Regions from separate parts of the Mus musculus genome. Here region 1 is linked to region 2. A link is a contact called in public promoter capture Hi-C data. All regions are on one chromosome and are shown on one strand. The core of a region is the stretch at or near the end of the contact, and the rest is flanking DNA. Distances in the headings are between cores, read along the strand shown. Region 1 holds the start of Zfp62 (zinc finger protein 62). Region 2 holds the start of Gfpt2 (glutamine fructose-6-phosphate transaminase 2).

What was found. Capture Hi-C pulls out chosen DNA fragments and counts their contacts.
Region 1: a promoter capture Hi-C map of pancreatic islet shows a contact between it and region 2. The contact joins the promoter of Zfp62 here to the promoter of Gfpt2 in region 2. A contact is called at or near these places in 1 of 39 promoter capture datasets (cranial neural crest), 1 of 115 datasets of contacts at active chromatin or transcription factors (pancreatic cancer cells) and 1 of 9 other capture datasets (pancreatic islet).

Annotation. Positions count from the first base shown.
Region 1 is chr11:49,199,420-49,206,215 of GRCm38.p6, reverse strand. Zfp62 (zinc finger protein 62) reads right to left here and starts at 2,924. Exons shown (of 4, transcript NM_009562.3): 1 at 2,678-2,924.
Region 2 is chr11:49,792,521-49,800,090 of GRCm38.p6, reverse strand. Gfpt2 (glutamine fructose-6-phosphate transaminase 2) reads right to left here and starts at 5,936. Exons shown (of 19, transcript NM_013529.3): 1 at 5,848-5,936. The coding sequence starts at 5,854. It overlaps Gm36507 (a long non-coding RNA gene), which reads left to right. Exons shown (of 4, transcript XR_003949545.1): 4 at 4,709-5,853.

The DNA.
Region 1 (6,796 bases), core at 1,675-4,174, 590 kb after region 2:
TATTGTAGACAAATGACCCAGTAGTCTGCCTACTTGCTGCTAGATAATATCAAAAAAAAAAAAAAAAAATCAAAGCTAAAATAGGCTGTTATGTAATGGTACTATAGATGTTAGGAGTATATATACTTTTAATGACAACTAAAATAGAGTAAAACAAACGGTGTCAGAAATTTGCTTTAAAATGCTTCAACCAAGAATAAATAAATATATCAGAATCCTGAAACTCTGGGCATACAATTCACTGTACTACCTCTACTTTGCTTAATATATATATATATTATTCATATATATATATATATATATGAATGAAACGTCACTATATAGCACTGGCTGGCCTTGACTCACAGAGCTCCACCTGCCTCTACCTCCTGGGACTAAAGACAGCACTGCTGCCACCACCACTACTAATCAGTTGGAGAACAGACTAAGAAGGGATAAGAGAACCAAGAACTAGAGTTGCAAGATGAAGTTATAGTACAATCAATAAAATGGATGTGGTGGCCATCATGTGTTGTCCCCCATAACACAGAACAAAAAGGTTTTAATTTCTCAAAACTAGATGGGAAATCTCTTGAGCCAGTTTCTGATAGACAGAATGACCTTAACCATCTGTGAAAACATCTGTGGTAACATCAGTGAAAAAGCCAACCATGAGAAAGTCTCTATCCCTCATAAATTACTTAAGACTCACATTTCTGGCAATTTCTGTACTTTTTCACATTCTACTGCTAGGTTCTACAAAAGTGCAAGCAGATATCAAGAACCTTCACTTTACTACCTGTTCTGGACAGCGAGGAGTTAGTTCTCAAAAGCTGAGTCAACTCACAAGAGAGCACTCTTGGTTTAGTGGGAAGTGACGCCTACAGTGGGGCTGCAAGAAGAAACAGGTGTGATATACCTGCAGCTACTTTGAATTTCCAGATTTCAACTGTTTCCCATAAGGGAGTATCCTATATGTCAAGTGTGGTACAGGGCTTCTGTAACTTAAGCTCTTAGGTGCCATATTTGGTGACGAGAGGATGAAAGAGGCAACTCAAGAGCACTCAGTGGAAGAACGTGCGGATGGAGGATGGAGTCTAAGTGATATGCTGAAAAGAGGACGATATGTGCTTTGGTCATTTTTTGCATTTAATTTATGAGAAGCATATGCAAATGGTTAACAAGATTTGTTTCTATTATTTAAAAATTAGGAATAAGGACAGGAGGGATTTTTATAATGAAATATTCTCATAGTAGTGAAAGAGATACTTTTAGATACTCCAGCAATAAGGGAAGCAAGAGAGCATGAAGGGCAGTGGAGAGATTTTTCTGAAGCTAAGGGCCCACTCAGAGATTAGCTTGAAGCAATTAGTGTAGCCCATTTAACTGAATGCAAAACAACAAAAAATACCTTATTAACCTCAGTCCCTCTTAATTTCAAAATCCTTATCCTAATACAGAATCATTCCACATAATACCATTTGGCAAAAAACACTAGAAACAACTCAAAGATTATCAACTGCAGTCTAGAGATTTATCTAAAGCATCCTTTAAAATGGCCAATCTGCTACATGTTTGTAAAACAAACAACCCACCCGTTTCCGTATGAGTTCTGTAAAACAGATTCAGTAAAAGAAACAGAGAAGCAGGACTTATTATGCTACCACCTGTCTGAATAAAAGAGGAACGACTTATATATTTGCTAGTATTTAAATGAAGAAGTCCTTAAAGTCTACTCAACATCTTAACAAAAGTGTTTACCTTTTAAGGTAGGGCCCAGAACAACCTTTGAGAACAGTAAAAGAAAATCTTGTTTTCATATTTTGCATTAAATTTTTGTTTTTTAAAAATCTTTGTATTTTAATGCCTTGGACACGTGAGCATTACGTATTCAAACACACACACACACACACACACACACACACACCCCAGACAAAAGCGCACACACACACACACACACACACACACACCCCAGACAGACAAAAGCTTCAGGCGTACACAAACGGTCTTGGCCATCTAGACTAACCATCTTAAGATAACACACTAGCCGCGGCTCTCTCCACCTGACCTTTCTTTCTTTCACACCGCTGCCCCAGGACTTCCCCAAGCGATCACTTGGGTTCAAGTGCCTTCGCTGGCTTTTCCCTAGGCCAACACTTTCTCAGTTTGCGGTGGGGTGGGGGTGGGGTAGGGCAGATGGCGGCCTCCGGTTGCACCCACTGCTCTACAGATGAGTTTCTCCTAGGAGAGGGCCAGGAAGTGGAGAACGGTCTGCTTCCAGAGCCGCAAGTGTCTCTCAACACCTCTCCCCCACCAAAATGACGGGAAGAGGTGACCGAATCAGGTCATCTCCAAGTCTCAGAAACAAACTTAACCGCAATCAGGGCAAATTTTTAGGCGCTAATAATCGGGATTCTCCTCTTTCTAAGCCCGAAACGGCCATGACAGTCAAGGAACACCGGGGCGGACTCTGGCCCTTCCTCGGCCCAGGGCCTGCTCCGATGGCAGCCTGCCCGCGCGCCGGGCCCGAACCAGGGCTCTTCCTTCCCCTTCACTCCTAGAGGACGCTCCCCAGGGCGTGTGGAAAGTCACGCTCTCCCTCCCCCACTAGGACCCGCCCGGGACCGGAGGGCAGAGAAGGGAAGGGCGTGGCGGGCCGGGGAGAGGCGGGAGCGTCGGCAGCCCGGGACTCACGTACTGGCTGTGGCGGCACCGCGGGAGCCCGGCCGCCGGCGGGACAAAAGCGCGGACTGCCTGGCCGGAAAGACCCGAGCCGCAGGGGCACTTCCGAGGCCGCTCTGGGAAGCTGGAGGACTGACTCGATGGTCGGGCTCTGATCGCGCACGTGACCCGCAGTTTGTGGGTGCTCTGCTGGCCTCCTAATCCCGGCTGGTCTGCCCGGAGAGGAAGGGGGTTCTAGTTGTCTTGGACTTTTATTGCAATTCCGGGGTGCATTGGGGGCGGGTATAATCAAGTGGTGTGGTAAAATAGATACTTCACTTCCTGCTTGTGAAGCTGAGCTCATAGTTAACAAGCGAGGCTGGGGAGAGTCTTAGGAGGGAGGGCTGGGCTCCTGGGAGAAAGCGGAATATGGGGGTCCCATACCCCTTATTTCTAAAAGACCCTCCTCTCCCAAAGCCAAGACCCTCAACAAAGCTCAAATTTCCAGGAAGCCTGCTATTCGGAGACTGCAGAAGAAAAGTAACTGTCTCTCTCCCGGATACCAGCAGCTTCGTGTTTGTTTTCCAATGAGGACAAGCGACAGAGGTGAATATTTACTTACCAAAGCAGACCTGGCTCCATGTTGGGAACAGCATCTGTCCCAACCAGGCATACCCTGATCTCAACTTCCCAGCCCAGGGGCTGAGCTGCCCTTTCCCCCAGAGGTTCCTCCCTATATAATCTAGAAGTTTTGGTCACTCTTGCTTGCTCTTTTTCTCTTCCTTTATCTGAGTGCACCCCCCCCCCCCCCATGGGGACTTTCCTGGCCTCAGTCCTCGGAGCTAGTGAACTCGCCCACAGGAGAGCAGCTTCTCCGTAAACCTGCCTTTAATCTAATCTAACTTGAATTGGCTCCTTTCCGTGGTGGCAGAGAAATAACCTATCACAGCTACCTTCCCCGTTCTGCCTCTAACAAAATCCCCCTCACCCTCCCCCACCCGTAACTACAAAACTCCAGTTTAAAGCCTGTAATCTGCACCAGTCTACTCCTGTTTTTTATATCTTTGTAGGCAAGCCCTAACTCACCTTAATGACTTGGAAATGTAGAAGGAATGGCAATTTGAGTGTAGTAGTATCTCGACTGCATTTGGGCACTAAGGTCTATGCATCTCTAAGGTGGTCAGGGCAAGTGGAAAGTCTGCGGTAATGTCCAGCAGAGTAGGAAAACAGTGAAGCCCAAGATGGAGCAGGGTCCTAGGTCCTTGTCAGGCCAGCAAGCAGCAAGTTATGGAGAAGAACATGGACAAGTTAGGGGTTGTTGGGGGATTCTTCTACAACCCAAACAGTAGCTGAGACACAGCTACAAGTGCTTCAAATGTGACCAGTGCCACTGAAGACCAAGTGTCTAATTACATTTCATTGAAATAGCCACATGAGTGCTAGGATCCCACTTACTGGATAGCACAACTCTGGGAAGAGCTTTGGGCACTTCTTTGAGGCCTCTAGAAGAGTCCATAGTCTAAATTAAAGGCTATCACATTAGGCTGGCCTGCTCACATTCCAAGATTTTGGATTTTTGTTTGTTTGTTTTTCCTTTTAGATAATTAAGTATAAAAATAATTATATCTGGATTGGGACACTTTTATTTAGTAAAGGATAGCAAAGGATCATAAAGCCTAAATAAATCATCTTGATTAGGTAACGTTTATTGTGGACAATGTTTTTATTTTCCACCATGGTTTTTGTTATTCAGGCAATTTTTTTTTTGGCCTTGTATTCACACACACACACACACACACACACACACACACACAGAGAGAGAGAGAGAGAGAGAGAGAGAGACATAGACACAGACAGACACATAGACACAGACACACACACACACAAACACAGACATTCACGTGGACACACAAACACACAGAGACACACACAGAGTCCTTTTTTTAGCACTTGTCCTTTGGAACAGCTACCAAGACTGTCTACCTGTTGTATAGCTACTATGTACATTTGGTGGCTAATAAACACATGCAATATGGCTAGTATGAACTAAGATATATTATAAATGTAAAATTGGCACTGGATATCCAAGCTAAGAAAAAAAAAGAATAAAAACAGAATAGTTACCTAGTGATAACCACCATTTATATAAGATCCCACACACTTTTTTTTTTTTTGAACAAATTCTTACTCTGTAATTCTGGCTGGCCTCAAACTCACTATGTAGATCAAGCTGGCCTTGAATTTACAGAGATCTGCCTGTCTGTATGCTACCACACACAGACTTCCTTCCTTTTTCTACCACCAGTTGAATGGATTTTTTCTTTTTTAGAGTGTTGCAATCATGCTACCTATGCACTTTTTAGTGATTTAAAATATAGTGTTATTCATTATGATTTCTCATAATGCTGTTTTCTGTGTTGTTCTGTTGAATTAGAATCTCATTAGCCATTCTCCTCTTGTTCATGTATGAAGTGCTTCCTAATTAAGTGTATAAAAACTAAATTAGGTCTATAATAAACAATACTGTACAACAGTTTTTCTGTATGCATCTTGGACAAAGAGAGGACATTTTTACAAGTCCTAAAATAAGGACAGTAAGGACTGGGGCACTAGAGAGTGTGGCAGGGGAAACAGTGAAAGCAATGAGAGAGCCAGAAGATAACTACCTACCAGTTACTATCATTACTTCCTGTTGCAGCTGGATAAGAAAAAAAAAAACATAGAATATAAACACTGCAAAGCAAGCATATAATTATCCTACTTTCAGATAACAAGATTTTATTTTTATTGAGCTCAAGGGAATTAACTTGGAAAACCAGAATAAACAATGAGACAACACTGTAAAGTATGTGTTTTCAGAATTAACAGAGAAAGCAATAGTTTCCTTATGCATAAACTATAATTCTAATAAATGAAGCAAAAGTACATTTATAATAGGAACCAGCAGAAAATGAAATAGGAGCTAACAATACACCTGCACGACCTATATGAAGAAACTTTGCAGTGTTCCCGGGAACGCAGAAGTGCAACTGAACGTATGCAAAGTTTCCTGGATTCCACTGAGAGGAATGACTCAGACTCAAAGGTGCCCCCTTCTCATCTGTAATGACTCTCGTAACTACAGTCACAACCTCTTTGCAACCCACCATTGGTCCTGAAGTTTACATGGACAATGAGTAGAGACTCTTGCTTATTTCTAGCCAGTAAATGCCTTAGAGAAAGAACCAGAGACGGGGGAGGACTACTAAAACTTATCAGTAATTAAGTGGACATATTTCCAAGGCAGGCTTATAAACTAATTAAAGAGCAACATAGGGTCGGCATTTAATATTTTAAATCAGTGTGGGGAAGATAGCACGGGACAACTGGGAGGCATTTCAAAGCAGATAAATTTTGATTTAAACTTAAATTTAAATATAAATATGTATAAAAGATTTAAGTGTAAAATGCAAGTATGAACCATGAGTGGGGTTGAGAAGGGTGCATCTGCTTTTAGTCTCAGACATGTAAGAGGCTGAGGCACCAAGATGACTTAAGCCCAGGGTATCGAGGGCAACCCAGCAAACCTCTGTCATCAATAAATAAATTTGCACATGTTAGTCGCCAGCACTACTAGTCCCACTTCAGTACAACTGTTAGGAAAACAGCCCCAGAGAAATTATGATCATACTGGAATACTGAAATGCTTTCCTTTTTAAAAATTATACCTTAAAAGATAAGTAGTGGGGCACAAAGGATGGCAAACTCAAACACCCCATAGTCAAATACTCTATGGAAAAATCACTACAAAGAAAATAAAAATGCAATTTACTACCTACGAAAAATATTTACATCTTATGTCACAAAGAACCATTCCCTCCACCCCCCAACCACAGGTTTTTCTAAAAGTCATAAGGAAGATGGAGGATTCAGAGAAAGCTCCTACAAATAACTTATAAAAAGATACAAACCATGGGCTGGAGAGATGACTCATGGGTTTAGAGCACTTGCGGCTCTTGCAAAGGTCTGGAGTTTGTGTCTCAGCACCCACACAGCGGCTCATAATTATAACTTCAGTTGCAGTCTTCTTACCTACACAGGCACTAGGAATGGACACAGGGACACTTCCATACATATATACAAGCGAAACACTCATATACATAAATAATATCCTTTT
Region 2 (7,570 bases), core at 4,687-7,186:
CCCCACCAGATCCACAAAAGAACAGGCTTAGGGTCATGCCATCCTCGCCCTGTCATTTACTGGATCTGTGACAACGAGAAACTCAAAAGATGAAGTCTGAAGCCCACAGCCAGGGCCAGATGCCCATCCCTGATTCCATCCCAGTCCTGGGCTTCTATGTGGCCTTGACGAGTCAGTGAACCTTGGTAACCTGATTATATCTGTGAAACAGCAGTGGTGGCAGCATCTACTTAACACAGTAGTTACAACGGTTCCTTCGGAAAGCCCGCACAACACTGCCTGTCACATAGCCAAGGTGCTCTCACACCAAGGATGCCATTGATGCAAATGTGTGCATGCCTACCGTCCATGACCAGTCCTTAAGAAGTGACTGTCAAAGTCAGGATAACGGAAATACTACCATTTCACTTCTTTTTCTGGACCCTCTCTGCCTGGGAAAATGATGGTTAAGCCAAATGTGGGATCTGGCTGTGATTTGGGCCAAGTTTAATTCAGCCCATAAACAAACATATCTCTGCCCACCAGGCCTTGTCACTGTTATACATCAGTGAGATGTACGGATGAGCCTTACAGAGTGGGACAAAGGAGGTCAGAGGTGTAGGGGTCCCAGAGCTGTGACTTTCAAGCAGAGGGACTAAGGGCTGAGAGTAAGGCCATGCTTCCTCTTAGCCTGTGGGGGATTGGGGGCAGTCCTCATCTCCCAGGCTGACTCTTTACAAAAGCGGCATGTATTCATTCTGGATCAGCTGGCAGGGTCCCCCCAAGATTTACTGAGTTCTCTAGCTCCCACCTTAGAGGCTACAAAACTAATCATTTCCTATATTAGCTTCCTGCCCTTTTGTTTGACTGCCTACTACATATAGTCTTCATAAGAGCAGGGACCACATCTACATTGTCTTATCTGTTAGAGTCCCAACCACATAAGGCGTACGTCGGGTACACAATAAACAGCTGTTGGATGAATGCATGCGTGAATAAAGAAGCGACCAGAGATAACCAAAGGCAAGTGGCCTCGGAACTGAGCCTGACACAGCCACATGCCACACCTAGCCAGGCAGAGCTAGGTCTGCTTATTAGAACTCATCTCCCCTCTGCACAGGCTTAAGAGATCACTCAGGGACTCAGGCTCCACAGAAGTCATGCTGACAGGTTCAGAGTTCATGAGTTCAGTCTCCAAGTGACAGATAATGACAGTGATCAGGTCAGGGAATCGACTTCCTCTGGCCAGCACTGAACACTTAGAATCTACCTGCAGTCCCTAGAGTAGCTGGGGTAAGAGAGGGCTGGGTAAGGCAGCACAAGGATACACGGAGTGCAAGGTAGGAAGGCACAGAGAAGGGGACAGCCAGCATGGAGGGGATCCTGCTCTGTGAAAAACTGCTGAATTCAAATGCTCTACCACAGGGCTGGAGAAATGGCTCAGTGGTTAAGGGTGTATACTGTTCTTCCGAATGTCTCAAGCTCAGTTCCCATGAGTGCCAACATCAGTCCAATGTGTGTAGGTGTGCTGTGATTGCCCCTGGTGGCTTCCAGGAACCAGCTGGGTGCTCTCTTTTCCCAATTACTCATTCAGGGACTTCCCGTGACCCTCTCCTGAAACTGTCTATGGTGAGAGTACGTATACAATGGAAGCTAACAAACCAGGAGCTCAAGAGATGGCTCCAGTGGGTAAGAGTGAATACTGCTCTAGTAGAGAACCAAGTTCCATTCCCAATACCCATGGTCAGGTGGTTCACAACTGCCTGAAACTCCAGCTCCCAGAGTCTGTCTATGTTTTCAGCAACTCCAATTCTCAAAAGATATTGCTTCCTTCTGAAGCTACAAACTCTGAAATGACACAAGAAAGAGATGTGTTCTAGATGATTTGATTTTGTCAGAAGTCTTCTGATCTCCCTGAATGGACACTAAGCAATTGACACAGAAGACGTGCTCTCCAGCTGAGATAAAAGGCAATTCCTCTTTATACAGTGGACGATTCTCCCCCAAAGGCTGCAACATACAAGCAGACTCTGTGTGTGTGCATGCACACATGTATGTGTGCAATTCTGGACAAATCTGGAGAAATAAAACCCATGGCTGCTTCTCCTAGAGACCTAATAAACAGGCGGAGTGTGTACCATGTGAAGGGCAAGAGATGCTGTGAATGCCTTACCATATGGCCCAGCAACTAACTATTAAATAAATGAGGAAGTCTATTTGGTCCAACTAGGAATGTGGCACTATGTCCATGAAGCTGGAGGTATTCAAATGATCTTTCACTCGCCTTCTGACAGTGATGGGTCTAGTCTGAGAGTGCTAGGACCAGGGTGCTTGGGTGTATGGGGGTTCAGGAAGCCCGTTTATGAATCTCTGAATTGGGCCCTCAAGGGCAAGACTTGAGCAGCCAGGATTCTAAATATTTGAAAAGACTCTGTAGAGGTTTTGCTTTATGTGAGGAAAGTCTATACGGATGAGAGCAAAGGGGCTCAAGGGGCTCAAACTGTTTCAGATAATCCAAGAATCCAAAGAACCATCACAAGTGTCCTTTAAAGAAGGGGAGCCTGGCCATGGAAGAGGAGGGGGTCATGTGACCACAAGAATGGCGTGATGCTGTGCCCCTAGCCAGGCAGGCCTGTGAGCTCCTCTCTCTGCAGAGCTCACACTTAAACCTGGAGGCCCTACCGCAGGCCTCTCTCATTCCTCTTGCCCATTAGCTCTCAGTCTCTCTATGCGGTCCCAAACTTCTGGGAGTCAACAGGTAGCTCTGTGATGTTTCAATGAGTGAGACATCCAAGAAAGAGCCAGTGTCCATCACCTAAAAGACCACCAGAATGCTCCTCAGAAATACGGACTCAAGGTTGCTCATCTTTGAATCCTTTTTAAGATTAAAGAAAAATGTATATGAACTCTCCTAATTTTGAAATCTGATAACTAAAAAAAATATTTAAACCCTATGCGTTGAACAAAAAGCTGTCTGTCTGCCTGGTTCAGCCTGGTACTGCCAGGGTGTAGCCTATGTCTGAGGTATCTTTTGTGTAGCAGCATTTGCCAGCTGAGATGATCTTGTTGCTGGAGAGTGACTGGCTTACAGAATGGCCATTTTCTTCACCTGTCCCTTCTTAGAAGTAATGAGTGGCACAGCCACATGCCCTTTAGAACCTCAGAGCATAGAAAACATAGAACCTCTCCACAGGCAATCATTTGCGATTTCATGAAGAATAAAAGCAGGAAGGAAAGGAAGACCACAAAGGGGGCAGGGAGAAAGAACACAGTAACCTTCCTATTGGCAGGAAGTCAACAGAATGCAGGGAACTCTGATGTCAATAAAACTGCACGTGGGTACCTACGAGGGTTGGCTTAATAGTGGCTCTTTCTAGAATCACCTGGGAAGCGAGTCTCAATGAAGGTGGATTTAAGTTGGCCTGTGGGCATGCTTGTAGTAGATATTTTGACTTGTATTAGTTTAGATAGAAAGGCTCACCTTAAATATAGATGGGGCCATTTTGTGGGTTGTGTGCTAGGTTGAATGGAAGAAGGCAGGTCGCTAGGGAAGGCGGATTGCTAAGTGCTGCATGCGTTCACTCCTGTTCTCTGCTCTCGCCTGGACTTAATCTACCTGGGTCCCTCACATTCCTGCAACCTGGATTCCCACACAATGATGGACTGTAACTTGGGACAAGTCCTTTCTCTCTTAAGTTGCTTCTGCCAGGATGTTTTCTCTCAGCAACAGGAAAGGAAGCTAAGACAACATTTAAGGGTCAGCTTAACTCTTGGTACACTAAAGCACATCTGTTCTCTTTGAGGGTTGGTTCCTGTTGGGCCCCAGCTTTCTGTGGATGGAGACATCATTGGATGTCATATCTCATCAGCTTACCATCCCATAAGGCCTTTGGTCTTGATCCCTGAAACCTGAGGCTGCTTTGAATGAAAGCAGCAGACATGGCCCAGGACATTGAAATGACCTTAAGGTTCCTATTCAGACAGGCCTCCCTGGGGCTCAGTTTCCCCCAAATGTAGAGTGAAACTGATTCAATATTTGTTGTACCCTTGTGCCAAAAACACGATCATTATCATTTTTTTTTCTGTAAAAGTCACTAAATTGCAAGTGAAAACGACCATAAAAGGAAAGCCAGTATCCAGTGCAGAACACGAAGTCCAAGAGCACCCAGACCAGTATGCTCAATTCCAGGCAGCTGGCTGGGTCAGACATCAGCAAGGACGGCTTCAAAAAAAAAAAAAACCCTGAAGTTTGAGGAGTTAACCTCGCCTAGCTCATCTGGCTCCTTTGATTCTGGTTCTGAATAGGCGCACAGCTGGGCCAAGACTTCTACTGCATCCTAGACATTCTTTGGTGACCTCAAAGCACTTCTCATACTCAGTCACAAATCAATACCAAAGTCTAGAAAGGAGACGGGTTGGTTATAACCCAAACCCCATCTCTTCCAAAGGGTTGGAGGAGACAGTTCTCCAGAGCTTGGAAAGACACAGAAGAAAGGCAGACGCCAGGAGGAAACAGGGTGGGAAGCTGAGGTGGTTGATGGTGGAGATGCAGGGCCATCTGAGAGGCTCAGCAAGGAAAGCCCTGGAGCTCAAGTAGTTTCAGGTCTCTTGCTAAAGTCTGGTTCTAAAGCCACCGGTGGCTAAAGATCTACAAGAACTCAAACGGGGGGGGGGGGCGGGCGGGGGGCGGGTTGAATCTGACAAAACTTATACATTTGTTTCATTTCAGTGTCCAGAAACGCCTGAAGCAACCTTTCACACACGTTGCCAAAGGATGCCCAGGAGTCCTAAGATTCTGTCTGAGGATCCAGGATTTTAAACTGACCCCGGCTCTCTCTGGATGAGGCTGCGTCCCCATGGTTCCTGCCTAATCCTTGCTCTGTGGTTCCTTTCTCCTGGTCTCCTGGCTCATGAAACAAGGCCTGTACAGACCTTGGCTTTGGACTCACCCACTGGCACACCCCACCCCACAAGCCTTCAGCAAAGTCAGAGAGGCGCCTTTCATGGCTTCAAAAGTTCCACCAGGTTCTCCAGCCGCAGGGGGCTGGAGTGGGTAACTGAATCCTACTCAAGGCAGGAAAAAAAAAAGCGCACAGTGACCTTTTGTCCCAGAAGTTCCCGGCTTTCCCCGGCCAGCCAGCCAGCGGAGGCGGCCCAGCCAGCCAGGAGGGTAAGGAATTGCAGATGTGCGCCCAGGGCGGCCGCCTCCCTTCTGCTCTCAAAACCCGGCTGGACACCTCGGCGTCGCTCCGGGCTGCGCAGCTATCCGGTCCAGGGCTCCCGCTCCTAGCTTTGGGCCAAGGCTCCGGGGAAGTCACTATCTATCCTGTCGCCAAGAGCTCGTTCCAGCAAAGCTTTTCCACAGTTCCCACCCTTCTAGGGACAGGAGATTCTTTTTGAGTCGCAAGCAAGATGGGCAAACCTTTCTGAGCGCACCAGGAGCTGTTTGGGACGCCCCGGGGCGGGCTGCTGACACCGCACAGGTGAGGTCTCCTGTCCTCGGTGGGCGCGGCAAACTGGGACTCTGGACCACCACTCCGAGCCCGGAATGATGAGGTTGCTCGTGGCGGCCTTTGTGGGCCAAGTGAAGGAAGCACCCTCCTGGTGGAGACACCTCTGTGTTGCGGGGCTCCTTTTCTGGGACCTGCCTCGTTGCCCCTGCTCTGTGAGGTCCTGGCTTGGTTCCTCTTACACGGAGTTTAGTCGTCCTCCTCCCCACGCCCCCATGTCCCCGAGACGTCACTCTGGGTCCGCGCGCGGGGAAGGAAGGCCTGGCTAATGAAAGCCCCACAATCGCCGCCCCTAGCAGGTCCCCTGTGCCTGGCTCTCTGGCCTAGGCTCTGAGGGAGAAGGCCGCTGTGCACTCACCGCACATGGTGGCTCCGATCGCTCCAGACGCTCAGACGACTCGCTGCGCCTCGCGCTCCCTGGCTCAGGCTCCCGCCGCTCGGTCTCCTGCCCTTATAGCCAGCCAGTAGCCCTCCGAGAGGGGTGGGGCTGGGGCGGAGCCTCCTGCCGCCTGCTTGCTCCTTATTGGTTTCTGGTTGTCGTGACAACAGCGGGGGGCCCCCAAGACTCAGGGTAAGGGGTGAGGGGCGGCTCCCAAGCTCCAGTCTCTACTGTAAGGGGAGGGAGGAAGCCCAATCGGTGGTAAACACCTTGAGTTGGAATTTTGAGTCAGTCATATTAGACGTGAAACTTTAGCAAGGGGGACAGATCGCTCCGTGCCTCAGTTTCTTCATTTGTAAAATGTGATAATAATAAAATGTACCTCTCAGATCCTCCTGAGGTTAAGGCCAGACAGACTGTGTAGACACAGAGTACAACCAATCTGTCTCTCTCTGTCTCTGTCTCCCTCTCTGCCTTTCTCTCTCTGTCTCTCTGTCTCTCTCTCTGTCTCTCTGTCTCTCTCTCTGTCTCTCTCTCTCTCTCTCTCTCACACACACACACACACACACACACACACACACACACACACACAGAGTGGACTCCTATTCTTGCAACATGCCCCACTCACTATTCCAAACTTCTTTCAGAGCAAGAAAAAGTAGCACACACTAGGCTTGTGAACTTCTTCCAAGCCTGCCAGGAGCAAACTGGGCTTGGCTGAAAAAGGGAGAAAATTGAAGCTCCTTATTAAGATATAAGATATTGACCAAGATGTGCCAGAGCCCGGACCTGAGAGGTGCAGGGGGTAGGCATCCCCCAGGTCTAAAGGAAAGCTGGGCCGCCCCGGAAACCGCCCCATAATGGAGATGCGCTGGCAGACCCGTCTGGCAAGCCGTGAGCCTGCATCCAAGCCAGGGGCTCCACCGCCCCACAGTGACCTGGAGCCTTGGTTCGACCCTGCGACGGATGAGTCACGAGGCTGGCTTTCCCCCGCCCTAGTTCCCGGCTGTCTCCTCCTCTCCTCTCTGTTCTCCAGCCCCCTCATCTCCTGAGAAAAGACCTGGCCCAATATTTGCTCACTTTGAAGCCATCTGTGTGTGCATGGTTTAACTTAAATAAATAAATAAATTGTTGAAATCTAAATCAATGGTATTCCCCAATTATAGTTTTTAAAGAGAAAAACTAGCGTAAGTCTTGTGTTTGGCGTTTTTTTTTTGTTTTGTTTTTTTTTTTTTCCGTAGCTTTGCAGCTCCCTGGGAATGGAGGTGTTGTGCCCACTGAGGAGTTTGAAATTCGATGGTACTGACTGAGAAGGTTGGGCTGAATCATCTGATGCCTAAAGCTGACTCAGGAGCAGCACTGCTCCTTCACCTCAGCGACGCAAGGTGACACTCATTCATTCATTTACCCATTCATCATTCATTCCCAAATCTGCACTTCACATCTCTCCTGGTGATAGGAACTTAATGAATGAAGACAGATCCAGCCTCCTGGCTCTTACAAAACAATGGGTGGGGCAGACACTAAGCTGGTGGTCACATAGGAAATTGGACATCTGACATCTCTGTAGAGAAGGCCCTGGGCTGGGCAGAACTCCACAGAAGGGGACAAGAAACAGGCCTTCTACTGGCACCAAAATACCAGGATCCCCGTGTCCTTGCATAGTGCATATCTGTCCTCCACTTTTATTGTAATTTTGTGT